Regions from separate parts of the Mus musculus genome. Here regions 1, 3 and 4 are each linked to region 2. A link is a contact called in public Hi-C data. All regions are on one chromosome and are shown on one strand. The core of a region is the stretch at or near the end of the contact, and the rest is flanking DNA. Distances in the headings are between cores, read along the strand shown. Region 1 overlaps Prkg1 (protein kinase, cGMP-dependent, type I). Region 2 overlaps Prkg1 (protein kinase, cGMP-dependent, type I). Region 3 overlaps Prkg1 (protein kinase, cGMP-dependent, type I). Region 4 overlaps Prkg1 (protein kinase, cGMP-dependent, type I).

Evidence for each region. Hi-C and Micro-C count contacts between places; a contact is called where the count stands out from the background.
Region 1: a Hi-C map of the N1E-115 cell line shows a contact between it and region 2, with 4 times the contacts expected there. A contact is called at or near these places in 4 of 484 Hi-C or Micro-C datasets (the HPC-7 cell line, the N1E-115 cell line, adipose-derived mesenchymal stem cells and 1 more) and 1 of 130 datasets of targeted methods (the NIH/3T3 cell line).
Region 3: a contact with region 2 is called in a Hi-C map of cortical neurons, with 6 times the contacts expected there. A contact is called at or near these places in 3 of 484 Hi-C or Micro-C datasets (cortical neurons and nephron progenitors), 1 of 130 datasets of targeted methods (the NIH/3T3 cell line) and 1 of 9 other capture datasets (embryonic stem cells).
Region 4: a Hi-C map of the N1E-115 cell line shows a contact between it and region 2, with 4 times the contacts expected there. A contact is called at or near these places in 1 of 39 promoter capture datasets (embryonic stem cells), 17 of 484 Hi-C or Micro-C datasets (the AML12 cell line, the HPC-7 cell line, the N1E-115 cell line and 6 more) and 1 of 130 datasets of targeted methods (embryonic stem cells).

The regions. Positions count from the first base shown.
Region 1 is chr19:31,282,948-31,287,132 of GRCm38.p6, forward strand. The region is part of intron 3 of Prkg1 (protein kinase, cGMP-dependent, type I); the gene reads right to left. Among named protein-coding and RNA genes, the nearest start is that of 8430431K14Rik, 69 kb to the left of the region's middle.
Region 2 is chr19:30,840,551-30,844,668 of GRCm38.p6, forward strand. The region is part of intron 5 of Prkg1 (protein kinase, cGMP-dependent, type I); the gene reads right to left. Among named protein-coding and RNA genes, the nearest start is that of Cstf2t, 240 kb to the right of the region's middle.
Region 3 is chr19:31,179,029-31,182,944 of GRCm38.p6, forward strand. All of the region lies in intron 3 of Prkg1 (protein kinase, cGMP-dependent, type I), which reads right to left. Among named protein-coding and RNA genes, the nearest start is that of 8430431K14Rik, 35 kb to the right of the region's middle.
Region 4 is chr19:31,145,088-31,149,027 of GRCm38.p6, forward strand. The region is part of intron 3 of Prkg1 (protein kinase, cGMP-dependent, type I); the gene reads right to left. Among named protein-coding and RNA genes, the nearest start is that of Gm41834, 18 kb to the left of the region's middle.

The DNA of each region.
Region 1 (4,185 bases), core at 199-2,698, 440 kb after region 2:
ATTAGAACATGTATTTAAAAATAACTAAAATTGCTTTTTGACTAAATATCTATAAGTGCCATGACTATTTCTAATTCATTTGTAGCTGCCAACAAATCACAGAATCCATTGTCCAGTCGGTTTCCCTTGTTGAGACACCTTCCCCAAGACTCTAATTATTTTATTAACTCTGGAGTTCATTTCTTCATATTCTGATCCACTTTAAAATATGTGTACAAGTTAATAAATAGAAAATAGCCAAGGTATACTCTTCCCAAACACAGTGAACCCAAAATTTACATTTTCTCGTGACAGAATGACTTCAGATTAAAGCGTGCATTCAAATGATGTATTATTTTATTTAAAGTGTCAGGAGGTAGAAGCTTTAAGTTTAGTAATTAAACAAACTGATACTATAAAACATTAAAAAATGTCTTGAGCTTGTATTAGTGATGCCAATATATATAAAACTCATCTCCCTTTTCCTTTTTTCTAATTTCTTTCTTTCTTCCTTCCTTCCTTCCTTCCTTTCTTTCTTTCTTTCTTTCTTTCTTTCTTTCTTTCTTTCTTTCTTTCTTTCTTTCTTTCTCTCTCTTTCTCTCTCTCCCTCCCTCCCTCCCTCCGTCCCTCTTCCTTTCTTTCTTTCTTTCTTTCTTTCTTTCTTTCTTTCTTTCTTTCTTTCTTTCTGTGCTGGGGATCAAATCTAGGGCCTTGTGCATGCCAGACAGGCAAGCATTCCAAGCCCCTGAAGTTCATCAACCTTCAACTCTAAAATTTGCATCTGCCCTTCCAAACTTCTAAATCAAGTTACTGATGCATGTGGTTTTGCATACAGCAAATGCTCTCTAACACCCTCTCAGGGTCTAATGATGTCCTTGAACAAATGTGGAAAACATGGAAGGCCTGGCAGTGATCTGAATATTAATCAGAATTTAAAGAGTGTCCCCGGAGAAACAATATTGCACAGAGAAAAGTAGCCACAGGATTCCAATCTGGTGACTATTGAATAACTGAGTAAATGACTTGGAAGGTAATTATTTTAAAGTAATGTGTGGGTAAGTTATTGATGAGCCCGAGCTATACCAAGTTCAATATTTCTTTAAATAGCATCAATTTGAAATGCTAAACTTTAAGTAGTCATTAAAGAAAAGATTCTAGCAGTAGAGAGTAGATTTTTCTTCCCCCCGCGCCCCGACAGTACATCAGTTTTCAGATTACTAAAAATCATGAAGAAATATTTTTCATGTCATCATGAAAAGCCATAAAGAATGGAAATGTATCTACACCAAGTCTCTAGCAGAGCACAGCATGGACTTCTAAGTCACTTTTAGTGATGACAATTTAATACACAAATGTTGCGTACATCGAGCATGCGCAGTTCCACAGTGTGACTCCATTACCACGGTATGTGCTATAAACCCACGCATAACCTCCAAAGGACCCACACTGGTGACAAAACTACTGACAGGATGTCTCTAAGTGACTCAATCTAAGGAAGGACTAATAAAATGGAATGGTTTTTGCCAGGTTTAGAGATACCGGAGTCATCAAAATGTGCAAGGCTCTTGTTACCCAGGATAAATCCGTTTTAGAGACTGGAAAGCATCATTGGCAAAACTGAATCACACATATACAATTCAATAAGTGGGTAGACTTTAAATACTATTTCCACAAGTCCTGTGCTTTTAAATAGTGCAGTAATGGATTTAAAAACCAAACAAGGGAGGCAGGCATCTGAGGGGGTTGCAGTTTAGAAACTGGAGGATTAAGCCAACATACACTGGTGACTAACATATTCACGAAATGGAGAGATGAATAAACACTCGCTGTAATAATGAGAACTGTTGCCAACAGGAGCCTTGCTGAGAAAAGCCTGTGTCCTGCAGTGTATTAATAACAAGTGGGAATAGTTGCTAAGGGCATGAGTTGTGGCTGTCAGCAAGTAGCTGCATTATAGCTACTTGGGCTGTAACCTGAGACTAATAGTGTCTGCTCTACTTTTTTAGGCATAAAAAAGTGTGAACTGATAATAGTTCAAGTAAATCCCGAATGGAAAATAAAATATAGCTCAGTGCCCCTTTGTATCTTAAGACACTCTTTGAGAGCCCGATTGATGCATAAAACATAATACCAAAGCAAACAGTATAATTGAAAGTGTTCTGATGTTTATTTAACAACAATAAAAAAAATTAGGAGAGCCTTGTAGGTGGATACGAAGGAGTCTTTTCCCACTTGAACATCCTTAATCAGCTTTCATTATACTAGAGGATTTGTATGTGGACTGTCATTCTTTGTAATATAATTTCCTTGCTGTTTATTTAAGAATCCATACACTGTGCAAGGCTTGTGAAACTAAGCTATGAAGCAATCTAATTACTTCCAAGAGCTGGGCCACAGTCGCTTACTGCAAATGAGTTCTGTCTACCCATCTTCAGCCAGAGATTTGTTATTAAAAACAAGACTCTTCCAACGCAGGGGTCCTGATGACCACTGATCCTGTGACAAATTACAATCTTTGCAATATTTTGAACTCCAAAGAAAATGTTTAAATGCAACTATGTCAATCAATAATCTTAAAAGGGAAATCACGATACTATAAGCTCTTCATTAAAAATAAAAAGCTACTACCATTTAGTAATACAGCTTAAAAGGAGCATTGGTATGAAGGAAGTCATTTTAGTATACTCTTTAAATGAAAGGTAAGATTTTCTGTTTATTTCAGAAAACAATGTTCTTAGACAACTCAGGCTTCAGGTAGTAGTCTTCCTACTTCAGCTTTTGGAGTACTAGGATCAGAAGTGATAGTCACTATATCTGCCTTTTTATTCTTAAATAGCATTGAGTATCATGAGGTTCTATGTCCCTAAGACTCACCCAACATTTCTGATTTCTCACCTGCTTGCTAAAGACTATTAGTGCATATGTCTCTTTTCTTTTTTAAAAAAAAAGATTTTATTTATTTTTTTATATATGTGAGTACACTGTTGCTGTCTTCAGACACACCAGAAGAAGGCATCAGATCCCATTACAGATGGTTGTGAGCCAACATGTGGTTGCTGGGAATTGAACTCAGGACCTCTGGAAGAGCAGTCGGTGCTCTTAACCACTGAGCCATCTCTCCAGCACATACGTCTCTTTTCTAATCAGTGCTAATTATCTGTACTTTAAAATTACCCAGATTTATCTGATGGAAGCTTGGGAACTTGGAAATAACAGAAAACAACAATCATTCTTCCAGTAAGGAAAGAGCTGAGTGCTATATTCTGCACAAGGTAACTTGGACAGCTTTCACAGCCACCTGTGAAAGTACTGTGTTGCACAGAACTTGAGAGTTGTAGAGTTATGCACCATATCCCTAACTCTTTGGGATCAGCCCAGCAGGGCACCATGTGTAAACATTTATCACAGGAGGACTGATAGACAGTAGATGTTCAACATAAAGTTGACTGAGACAGATTTAAACCATAAAAGGATTAGAAAAGAAGAACATTTGAAGTGCATTTCAAAGTAGGTATTATTTCAGCAGGCAGAGATTGTGGAGGAAGATCATTTTACATGGCAAGCAAATTGAAAACAAAACAAAACAAAACCTCATATAAAGGTACCAAAAAGTAGATAGAGCAGGGAATCTTAGCAATCCCTGTTCCTGAAGTTATATGATAATTAAGACAGTTTTAGAATAAAGGAATGCTGTCAAACCCATCACCACATCGTGATTTTATATTCTCAGTTGGAACACACAACACTTCCCTGGTGACTACGTTGCCTTATTTAAGTCTCCAAGTAATCCATGGAACATACCTTATTATTTTTCCTTCATTAATGAGGTCAGTGGAGTTAAAGAAAGGCCAAGCAACCTGTTAAGTTTTTCAAATATTGTTCAACCCATAAGAGATAATTTCCAGTCCATACCCTACTCCCATGCTGCCTTGCCTGGGGCATGAAAAGCAGCTTGGCCTTAATGTGGGTCCTGAACAACTGGAGCAGGGATATCCTCAAACTGTTGCCTCTCTGTGGGATGTGTTCTTCTAGCTGTGTTGCCTTGTCTGGCCTCAGTGGGAGAGGAAATGCCTAGCCTCATAGAGACCTGAAGTGCCAGGGTTGGGGTACACCCAAGAGGAGAAGGGGAGGAACGGATTGGTAAGAATTGTGGGAGGGGAGGATCTGGAAGGGAGCAGTGAGTGGGATGTAAAGTGAATAAGTAAA
Region 2 (4,118 bases), core at 1,596-4,095:
GATTAAAGGCGTGCACCACCATCTATGATTTTATGAGTGAAAATAAATGTCTTTGGATAGCTGATATCTCTGCCTTACATAACTGCGATTTTCAACTACCTTCACTCGGTGGATGAAAGGTTATTGACGAGAGAACTCAAACTCGAGCTGAAGCTTCTATTACTCATTTCAACGATAAGTCATTTGAATTCCACTGGAGGAAGCTGAATCTGATTCAAACAATCACTCCTCCAAAAACTGATGTTGAACAATGCCTTTCTCCATGCTGAGGCAAAATATATGACAAAGGCGACTTATGGGTGGAAAAGCTTATTTTAGCGCACAATATAAGGGGTAAAATCCACCATGCTGGGGAAGGTGTTATGGAAGGAGCATGGGAAAGAGAGCCGGTCACACTGCATTGGCAGACAGGCAGCTGAGAGAGATGAGTGCTGGTGTCCAGTCAGCTCTTTCCTTTTTATTCAATATGAGGCCTCAATCTACAGGATACTGGGGTTCATATTTAGATGGGTCTTTCCTCTTCATTTAAACCTTTCTGGAAAGTGCCAGATGTGTGTTACCATGGTGATCCTAAGTACTGTCAACCTGACCATGAGTACCACCTATCTCTGGCACATAGTCAGAGCTGTCATCTGGATTTTTCTTGATCAATGTCAGCTCTATAACATGCCTTTGTTTCTCTGTGTGTTTATACAACAAGAATATCTATAAAAAAACCTGAGAGCATTTATATTTATTATAATACTCAAGTATTTTTTAATTCCACTTGTAGACACCATAGCCTATTTCAGATACTTCCATTCCATGAATTCCTTAATTATGTGAGAGTGTTGTTTTGTACCATGATGCTATTTTGTCAAATCAATGACCAATCCCAAAACAGAATATCTTCAACATTAAATTTTAAGAGTCTAAAATAGAACTCATCATAGAAATAAAATCTTTCTTACTTAAGATAACTTCAAAACCTACTATTTAATTTTATATAGTGATCAAAATATTATTTAAATTAATATACTTATTTGAGGCATTTATAGAAGACAGCATCATAAGTCCTCAAAGGTCTCAACACATCCCAATCTTCAGAATGTCTGTACACTCTATTTTATATGGAAGAGGAACTTGGTAGATGTGATTAAGAAACTTGAAATAGGAAAATTATCATCAATTATCCGAAGGAATCAAAATACTAGAGACATTATAAGAGAAAATCAAGAGGGTCAAATCCAGAAGATAAAACTTAAAAAGGTGCATGACACAGAAGCCAACGTTAAACTCATGTGATTAGAAAAAAGTACTGACTAAGGAATTTAGGAGATAATTTTGGCTTTCTAACATGAACCCCACAAATCCAGTGTTCTGCTGGTTTTCTGGGTTACCCACCCAAACTCTAAATAGACAAAGCAGTGTTAGTACAGCCAGCCTTTCAGTGGAGCCTGGTATCGCTGGCCTCTGAGAGGCTCTGCCAGCACCCGACTAAGGCAGGTGCAGATACTCACAGCCAACCATTGGACTGACCGGGGGAACCCCAATGAAAGAGTTAGGGGAAGGACTGAAGCAGCTGAAGGGGTTGGCAACCCCATAGTAAGAACCACAGTGTCAACTAACCAGATGCCTCAGAGCTACCGGGGACTAAGCTGCCAACCAAGAGTACAGACATGGGTGGGTCCATGGCTCCTGCTTCATATGTAGCAGAAGATTGCCTCATCTGACATCAGTGGGAGGGGAGGCGCTTGGTCCTGTGTAGACTTGATGCCTCAGTGTAGAGGGATGCTAGAGAGTTGAGAGGTCAGTGGGTGAGTGGGTGGAGGAGCACCCTCTTAGAGACAAAGGGGAAGGGAATAGGTGGAGTGTACATAGAAGGGAGACCAAAAAAAGAGGGATAAGATTTTAAATGTAAACAAATGAAATGATTAATGGAAAAAAATCTACCTCAAACACCAACTGCACAGTAAGTGGGAGGTGAGTAAAACTCACAAGTAACAACATTGCCCTATAAAAGCTGGGGAAGTTCAAAAGTGTGAAGGAATCTGCCTTAATTATGATTTTCATAGTAGCATTTTTTTTCAATCAGTAATGAAGGACGTCTTATCAATTTTCCTATTTTACTCCAATGCCTAGTGTATGTATGTTTCTGGTTTAGGTTATACACATGGGCACCACTGAAATGAGAAGTCCTAATATTTGTTAAGCCTGCTAATTTAACTGAAATCTAATTCTTCATGCTGGTCTTGGTAGCACAAGCCTGTAATCACACTGAGAGTGGCCAGAGCAGTATGATGACAAGTATAAGATCAAAGCCTTCCTGAGCTTCAGCAGGAGTGTGTGTGTGTGTGTGTGTGTGTGTGTGTGTGTGTATCTCAAAAAACTTCAATGACTCCTTCAGCCATCTATCATATTGTACTTGGTATTTAACCTTTTCTTCCATGAAAGCTAACCACATGCTTGTTTAGAGGGGTTTACAGTTTATGTCGGCTATTCTCACAAAACTAATTTTTGAAAGTTACATCTTCTGAGCCAGCCCTTTGCTATAGCTGTGTGACTTCACAAAGGCTCTGAGAGATCATGTTACAAAAGACTCTGCACTTCAGCTCACATTTGTATAAGGCAGCAGTCATATGAGACGATTCCACTTGCATTCCAGTAGATGAGAAGAGCCAAGTGCTTAGAATCCCTAAACAATCTCACAGCCCTCCCCCCCACCCCACCCTACCCCCCCCCTTTTTTTGGCAGAGCTATGAACTAGGGAAGTCGGATATCCTGCCTCCTAGATCCTATCTGGGTCTCTACTAAATGACAAAATTGAGCATCTCTGCATAAGGCACATGATTCATCTCCTATTTTAGTCGGATCACAGACAATCTGCTTTCTAACAGCTGCCTGCAAAACTCTAAGGAGATTTAAGAGGATACTGTACCAATGACAGTAGATTGTTTTTGCTTCATTTTACCAATAGGTGGCACCGTAGACAACAGTATAGCCCCAGTAAGTCTGACATAATTTTAAATGTAGGAATATAGACAAAGGCTTTTGTTTTCCTTTTTCTCTTCCTTTCCTTTCCTTTCCTTTCCTTTTTTTTGGGGGGTAGGGATATAAGAGAAAACTATCCCACCATGCCCCCACCTATGTTCGATAGCTATATAACTTATTTATGTAGTCACATTTGATAGCTATAAAGCTGATATGGAGCTCCAAGTATAGACTCATTTCTGCTTTCCCCTTCATATGTCCCTTCCCCAATGACTAGTCTAGTCATTTGACCCCATTGACATCTGTTCAATAAGAACTATTGGAGTAGCTCAGAGGTAATTGTGTTTGCTAGGCACGGTGGCTCACACCTGTGACCCAGCGCTTGTAAGGCTGAGGCGTGAGGATTGTCACAAGTTTGAGGCCAGCTGGGAATACAGTGAGTTCCAGGTCAGCCTTGGCTACCCTGTTTCAAATCAGGCCCAACTCATAGTCCCTCCCCCAGGGAAATAAATGCAATGAGCACACAGGTGTTCCCTAGATCAGGAACCTTATTTAAATAAATCTAGAGGTTCTTGTGAAAAAAAATAAAGAAGAACCCATTAGGTGTTGATTCAGAATAATTCCAGGTTAAAGGTTTTATTTATTTATATAGTCACTTTTACCTATCTTAGAAATAGAGCTATGGGGTTGGGTGATGGCTTAGCAGGCAAAAGCTCTGACCACAACCTGAGTTTAACAACCTGAGTTCAAATCCTGTAACCTATGTGAAAGCCAGATGTCAGGGCGCAAATCTGTAATCCCAGCCTCCTACCTTGAGGTGGGAGGGGGAGACAGGAGATTGCATCAAAAGTCCAAGAGCCAGCGAATCTGAAGCAGGTAACAGCGGAGCAATCTAAACAAAAGATCCTACCTCAGCAAAGTCCAGGGCAAGAACCAACTCTTGAAAGTTGTCTCTGTTTTACATGTGTATACAGGCATGCCCATACATACACATAAGCATGATGGTGGTAATAATAATAATAATAATAATAATAATAAATAATGGCTAATTAAAGCAAGAATCTTCAGTACCAACGCTTGTTAGTCTAACTAGATCGTGTCTAGAAGTTAGCTGATATAACACTAAGGGATTTTAAACTCAAACACAA
Region 3 (3,916 bases), core at 708-3,207, 340 kb after region 2:
CAGAGCAAAAGGTTCTTAACTTCTAGCTTTTTAAAAAAAAAATTGAATGAAAGAAAACTTTAGCAATGTTGTTCTATTTTATTGATATTTTTTTATTAGATTTTTTCTTTATTTACATTGCAAATTGTATCCCCTTTCCTCATTTCCCCTCCGAAAACCCCTTCCCTCCTCCCCCTCTTCCTGCTAACCAACCCACTCACTCCTGCTTCCCTGTCCTGGCATTCCCCTACACTGGGGCATCTCCTCTCATTGATGTCCCACAAGGCCATCCTCTGCTACATATGCAGCTGGAGACATGGGTCCCTCCATGTGTACCCTTTGGTTGGTGGTTTAGTCTCTGGGAGCTCTGGGGGTACTGGTTGGTTCATATTTTTTTTCCTCCTATGGGACTGCAAACCCCTTCAGCTTCTTGGGTCCTTTCTCTAGTTCCTCCATTGGGGACCCAGTGCTCAGTCTAATGGATGGCTATGAGCATCCACTTCTGTATTTGTCAGGCACTGACAGAGCCTCTCAGGAGACAGCCATATCTGTCTCTTGTCAGTAAGCACTTATTGGCATCTATAATAGTGTCTGGGTTTGGTAACTGTATATGGGATAGATACCCAGGTGGGACAGCCTCTGGATGGCCTTAGCAATAATGTTCTTCTTATCCACCATATAACAATGCCCTAATCAACAATGTGTAGAATATGATCAGCCCAATGTAGAACATGAGCATGAACATGTCAAAGACACACTGGCTCTCACACTCTCCGTCCCAAGGGCAGAGACAAGAACAGGTGATAACATAAAAACATGATAAACAAACGCTTGCTAGTGTATGCAATGGTGTCATCGTTTGGAGGCTAATTATGGGATGGATCCCTGGATATGGCAGTCTCTTGATGGTCCATCCTTTTGTCTCAGCTCCAAACTTTGTCTCTGTAACTCCTTCCATGGGTGATTGTTTCCAATTCTAAGAAGGGGCAAAGTGTCCACACTTTGGTCTTCGTTCTTCTTCAGTTTCATGTGTTTTGCAAATTGTACCTTATATCTCACTATACTAAGTTTCTGGGCTAATATCCACTTATCAGTGAGTACATATTATTTGAGTTCTTTTGTGATTGGTGTTACCTCACTCATGATGATGCCCTCCAGGTCCAACCATTTGCCTAGGAATTTCATAAATTCATTCTTTTTAATAGCTGAGCAGTACTCCATTGTGTAAATGTACCACATTTTTTGTATCCATTCCTCTGTTGAGGGGCATCTGGGTTCTTTCCAGCTTCTGGCTATTATAAATAAGGCTGCTATGAACATAGTGGAGCATCTGTCCTTCTTACCGGTTGGGACATCTTCTGGATATATGCCCAGGAGAGGTATTGTGGGATCCTCTGGTAGTACTATGTCCAATTGGAAAGAGAGGCCCACTGGACAGGCAAACTTTATATGCCCCAGTACAGGGGAACGCCAGGGCCAAAAAATGGGAATGGGTGGGTAGGGGAGTGGGGGGGGGGTGTGGGAGACTTTTGGGATAGCATTGGAAATGTAATTGAGGAAAATACGTAATAAAAAAAAACTTTCCATAAAAAAAAACCATGATAAACAAGTTTTGAAAGAAAGGCAGAAACCCTATCATCAAATAATTCTATAATCTGAAGGATGTAAAACTGCATCTAGTCTGCATTCTTCCCAAGGTATATACATCAATTTAAGGATAATAGTATGCACCTCAAACAAGCAAGTGCCCTCCCTGTCTGAGTGTGTTTCAGAGCTTGGGTTGAAACGCACTGTGTACTTTTGCAAGGCATGCAAACTCAAGTCGCACAGATACGTGTGTATACATAACAAATTTTAAAAGCAAAATTACAAAGAGGAAAAAAGCTTGCTGAAAATAAAACAGCATCTCGTAGCCATGGCAACCCCAACTTTTAAAAAAAGCAACCTTAAGCAAGAGGAGCTCCTCAAGAGCTACATCAAGTTGTTATAGCAACCAAAATATGGCTCTACAGAAACAGATTTGCATGAGAGTAGCCTGAAGGTTATGATGGTAAAAGACTATTACAAAAATATGTCTGGGGGGGGGGAGGAAGGTTTATTTCTCTTGCTTTAATCAGGACATATCCTCTGATTTATTAGAACAAGATCCCCAAACCCCACCCCACCCCTGCCTCACCCTCTCCCCTAGGGGATCCTAATGACATACAGCTGCTATGGTGACAAGGAATGACAGGTTTTGTGATATCTGCTAATAACCAGAAAGACCAAAATTAGTTCATAAGAACAAAATTTTGATCCCTATGGTTAAAAAACTACAACAAATAAAAATAGTAACAAGTAGTTGGGATGGGGTTGGAAAGACCTAAAAGAATGTGTGTGAAGTGGATTCTTAAACGAGGCAGGGCTGACATTTTGAATGTTTGTAGTGTATTTCAACAGCAGCCTTAGCTACTACGAACACCAACTTCCTGTCCTAGAAGTCACCATGCCCTGCTCCCTCACATAATGACAAATCTTCCTCAGGGAAGAGGGTAGCTTGTCTATCCAGTGATGGCAACCTTCGAGACAGAAACAGTTTATCAGTGCTACAACAAAGCTCACAAAAAATTAAGCTGGCGAGTTAACCATCTTTTTTTTCAAGGACAGACCTACCAACCTCCTTCTATTCCTCCACTTCATCCAGCTTGTTGCCTGAGAACAAACATATTTATCAGTTTATCTCAGCTCTCAACTCTGGCATACGATGCTCTTTCTGCTTCAGAATATCTTTTCCTCTCATCCCAGGGCAAATTCAAAGATCCTCTGGAACTGGCCTAAGCCTTCCCTTCAAATTCTTATTATGTATGTCTCACAGTTGTTTCTACTTCAACCTAAGATTTCATTTGGAAGAAACAATTATACTACATAAAGTGACCATCTGTCTGTTAGTCAACCACCCAAAGTATCTTCAACTATTATTTACCGATTTCAGCACTTCAGAGGCATTGAAGATGCCATGCTCCACTTATATTCAACATCATGTGGCTTGTGGCCATGGACTCTTTCATTGAGGATCCACATTCAAAGAAAATGAAAACTCAATTGGTCAGCTTCTATTGAGTGAATGCAGGACAGGTGATAGATAAGAAGGCTAGAAAGACGGAGGTGCTGTTGGCTGAGCCTGAATGACTTACTGCAGCCTAGTTTCAAATGCTGATAAGTTAGAACTCCAGATGGTAAGTTCTTTATGAGCAAAGAACTGTTTATCTTTTGTGGTTAGCACCGCACCTTATCCAAAGCAGAAAAAAAAATAAACAATGAGAGACCCTCTTATTTAAGGCCAATGTAGTGTGTTTTCTCACAGTGATGTCATGTTGCCTTTAACTGATATATGGTTATTAATACTTTATGGATGTGGTTTCTTCTAGTTTTTTTTTTTATCAAATTTATCTTACCATTTTCCCTCATATATCTAAATAATTTAAGAAAGCAATTTTGAGCATTTCCATTTCTATTATGCTTCTTACTGATTTTCTGTAACAGTTATTCTTTTGAGGGATATCAGAGTATTTTTTGGTTTTTATGTATGACACACATTCTTTCCCCTCTGTGACTTCTAATATAGTTGTCACAACTCTAATACTTTCCAGAAGATCACACACACTGCTATAAGCAGGACTCTGACAAAATTTAACAGAATCAGAATAAAAAACTTAAGAAAATGTAAAAGTTTTAAAAAGGTGATTTTTTTTTTGTTTTTCTCATCAGAAAAAAAAAAACAAAACAAAACCAATAATGACACATGAAAGACCTAACAACCATAAGTTTTATTCAATGGGATTTTACAATTGAGTTATAAAGAAAGATAAGATATGCCAAAGGGTTGGACAGAATACATTACTCTTAAATATCCCATTTGTTATTCAAAACAGATGGCTTCCTCACAGTGCAAGTGCTC
Region 4 (3,940 bases), core at 59-2,558, 300 kb after region 2:
GGCCTTTGAGGATAACTGCACACATGTGGTGCACATACATACACTGACACACATACATATACACTTAAACAAATCCTTAGGAAACATTTGATTAGAGAAATTATAAAATATGCATCCATATTCCCTAGGTCATACTACAGAAAGTGCCCTGACTGAAGTTTTAGTGTAAAATTAATTATATCCCACTGACAGAATAAGGCAAAGGCAAGTTTTTTTGATAGTACATATGAAATTCTTTAATAGTTCCAGCCTCCAGAAAGATGTGTTTCCTTGGCCTTATTATTTCTAGTTCATTTATATGAATGATTGTGCAAACATTATTTCTTTTTGCAAATATTTTGTTCAATTCACTTGTGCTTGGCACAGGATCTCACAATGCTTAGGCATGGACTCTTGTTGAGGGGATCATTATTTGGATGAGGCAAAATGTAAGGCACTATGTGAAAAATAAAAAGATTCTAATGTAATGTAAAAAAAAGAAGTTTCCCGACATGGCAGAGAGAACATCACCGCATCTCCCAGGATGGAGAAGATGTTGATGGCTGAGGATTTACCCCCGGGTACTTTTTGTGTATCAGGGCCAGTGCTGACAGGTAAAATTCTTGGCTCCCCAAAAATGGTTGTTTTGTGCCAGCTTCCCATGAGAAACTGTCTTCGACCTGCAGACTGAGACATGAACAGCAAACACCAAATCTAGAGAGGGATGGAGGGTACAAATACTGACCCCTGCGTTTAATTCATGGAATGAGACCTGCCATTTCACATGGCTCACACATAAAAGAAATCTATACTTGGCTCAAAGATCTGCTCTTGTATTGAAAGAATAAGTCTGAAGCTAGAGGTCAAAGTTCCACTTCTCACTGCCACACCATTCCACCAATCCTGCGGGGTCCTCTCGGCCGTCACTTCTGCAGGTTAGCGACACTTCTAACCCAGGTTTTGCTTTGCTTGACGTAGAACTTCTGCAGGCTAGTGTGTTATCATCGCCTTTGAATGTGCCCTAGATAAGCATTAATTTACCTACAAAATAATAGCACGGGAAGGAGTATTTTACTTATCTGTGGAGAAACAAATTCAGCAAGCATGTTACCTAGCAACTGAAGAGTGCACCTTATACCGAGAACGATTATAAATATCCTTTAGTTTTTTTTTTTTTAAGATGGGAAAAAAACTTTAAAGACTATTATAATTAATTTAAACAAGATTGGTTATACAAAGAAGCTGCTCAGAGTGCTTACTGTGTTAACAATAAATGCACTGTCTAGTGATTATTCCTTCTGCTCATTGTGGTGACTCATCACAGACTCCTTTTGGTCCATACACAATACAAGTGAATTACTGGTTTCCAAAAGGAAAGTAGCAGTTCCTATTTTCTAGTCCTCTTGTCTGCTCAAAACCGAAGATTTGCATCATGAGGAGGGAGGGTGAAAATTCAGTGGTCCAGAGCTCATCACAGACTTATGTAACAGTGTGAACACTTCTGAGTCTCTTTGTGTTTTCTTTGTGTAGTCCGTCATTGTCACCTTTTTTTTTTTTTATTTATGTATTTAGGGAAAGGATGCTAGAAATTAAAGTGCCACACTTTGCTGTAATTGAATATTAAATGTCACTGAACAAAACCCTTTGTGATAATATTGAGGCCATCTGGAAGTTCAAGGAACAATATTTACAGGCTAACTTCTTGACATGTTCAGCTCTTCTAGCTTCAGCAGAAGAAAAGCTAATTAAAGAAAGTCTAGTACCACCGTCCTTCTTGCTATTCACAGGAATGCTCTGAAGATTAATGAGAAGTCTGTTTTAAGGGGGAAATGAAATTTAATTTATCATTAGTATTATATTAAATGAAGCGCAGACTCTTTCGACAGTCTCTCACTCTGTCATTATGGTTTGAGTCAGTCTAGGAAGCATAGAGCATGGGACCCAGCACCACAGAACTAAATGCAGGATCAACAGTCTATCTCAAATCCTGTGGCATTAACAATTTATAGTTGTCTTTGAAGATCACTTGAGGGAGGGATGGGCAGGCACAATGTGCATGTCATCTTCCACTGTCAATACTGTAAACAGTCTAAGTCTGACTTATTTTCTACCCACCCCCAATATTCTTAGAATGCAGAGGAGGCTATCAATACGTATTTATTGACTAATAAATGGTAGACACAATGAAGAGATCCTGGCATATTTAAAAATATTCTGTAAGTAACTAGAAAATGTGCTTTCCGCAAATGTAACGAGAGAGAGAGAGAGAGAGAGAGAGAGAGAGAGAGAGAGAGAGAGAGAGAGAAAGAGAGAGAGAGACTTCCTTGTGTGTATGTGGTGTGCATGTGTATGCATATTTGTATACATTTACACACAAACGTGTGTGTGTGTGTTTGTATATATGTGTTTTCACATGGACTTGTGGGGTCCAGAGGTTGATATTGAGGGTCTCTCTTCATCTCTGCCCACTTTGTTTATTGAGACATAGTTCTAGCTGCACCCCGGGCTCACCTACTTGGTGAGCACATTCGGCTAGTCTAACTAGCTAGCTTCCATCTCTGCCTCCCTCAAGCTGTGGTTACATGTGGGTTGCTGTCCCACCTTTTGTGTGGGTGCCATAGAAATAAATTTGGGTTCTCAAGCTTGTACAGCAAGTTTTTTATTCATGTACCCATCTCCCTTGCCTCAGGATTTTTTTGTTTTCTTTCTTTTTTCTTTTTGATTTGAGAGAAGAAGGATTGCTAGCAAACTGAAAGGGTGATCAAAAACAAGCCACATACTGAAATGTATATAGTCAGGTAACACCGAGTTACCATTAGAGCAAGAAGCTATCAATTACCAATTCATTAGGTAAGCCCTTTGAGGTAATTTTATGTTTCAGAATAACAAGTGATTAAATATGTACCATGTAGCCAAAGTTAAATGTATTTTTAAACAGGTTGAACATCTTATTATCAAGAGTTCCTCTACTATGAAAACCAAGTGACCTCCTGCCCTCAAACAAGAGAAATTTTAGGATTACAGTAAATTCTTCCTGAGATTAGTAAGTTTTCAAATCGCATTAGAATATAACACTGTCACATAACTAGATATCTGTCATCTCTTAATTTTGAGAAGGATTGGGGACCATTGACACCCCAGCTTGCTATTTCACATAAAGAATCGGAGGCACAGAAACAAAAAGGAGGTATGAATGTGTACTTAGCCAGAAGCTTGACCGAATGCCCCGTTCCCTCCCACACTTCTCAACCCAGAAGACACCATAACTTTCTTCAAATACTATCTTCTATTGAGTCAGCCTCATGAAAGCACAAGCTTGTTCCAGGACCTCCTATCCCCAACAATGCTTCTTTGAGCCCATTCCTTTTAAATTATTGTTCCATTTTATATGTTATGTCAGAGTAAAAAAAGGTCAAGAGTTTTTCTGTCCAGTTGCCATCTTTACTGCCTCCCTCCCATTAGTTACTTTCTCATGCCTCAGCTTTCTCATGTTTAAAATGAGGATGATGGTGCATACTTCATAGGGCTGTTATACACATCAAAGCCCACCACAGGACAGGGGCTCTTAAAGTGCCTAAGACATAGTGAGTGCTCATAAGTAATAGCGATTACTATTATTGCTTCCAATGTCATTGAGTCATACTTGTTTCCCCTCTCAGAACCTTGCTGAATTGAGTTTACATATTAACGAAGCCTCTAGGCCTCAAGAAACATTATTATAAGATTATTAGACCCTAAACATACTGATAATAACAAAACTACTTAGTAAACTTTGTCTTAAATCCAATACACTTTAAGCAAAATGTTTTTTTTTTTTCCTTCCACTAGGTGACCTGTGGCAACATAATGCCTGTGAATTCACTTCACAGGTAGGAAAGGAAGGCTCCATGGATACATTTTGACACAGATTTGGAGATCCATGAGAGTATTTCTGTATTAGGTTCAATGCCCCCCCCCCCCA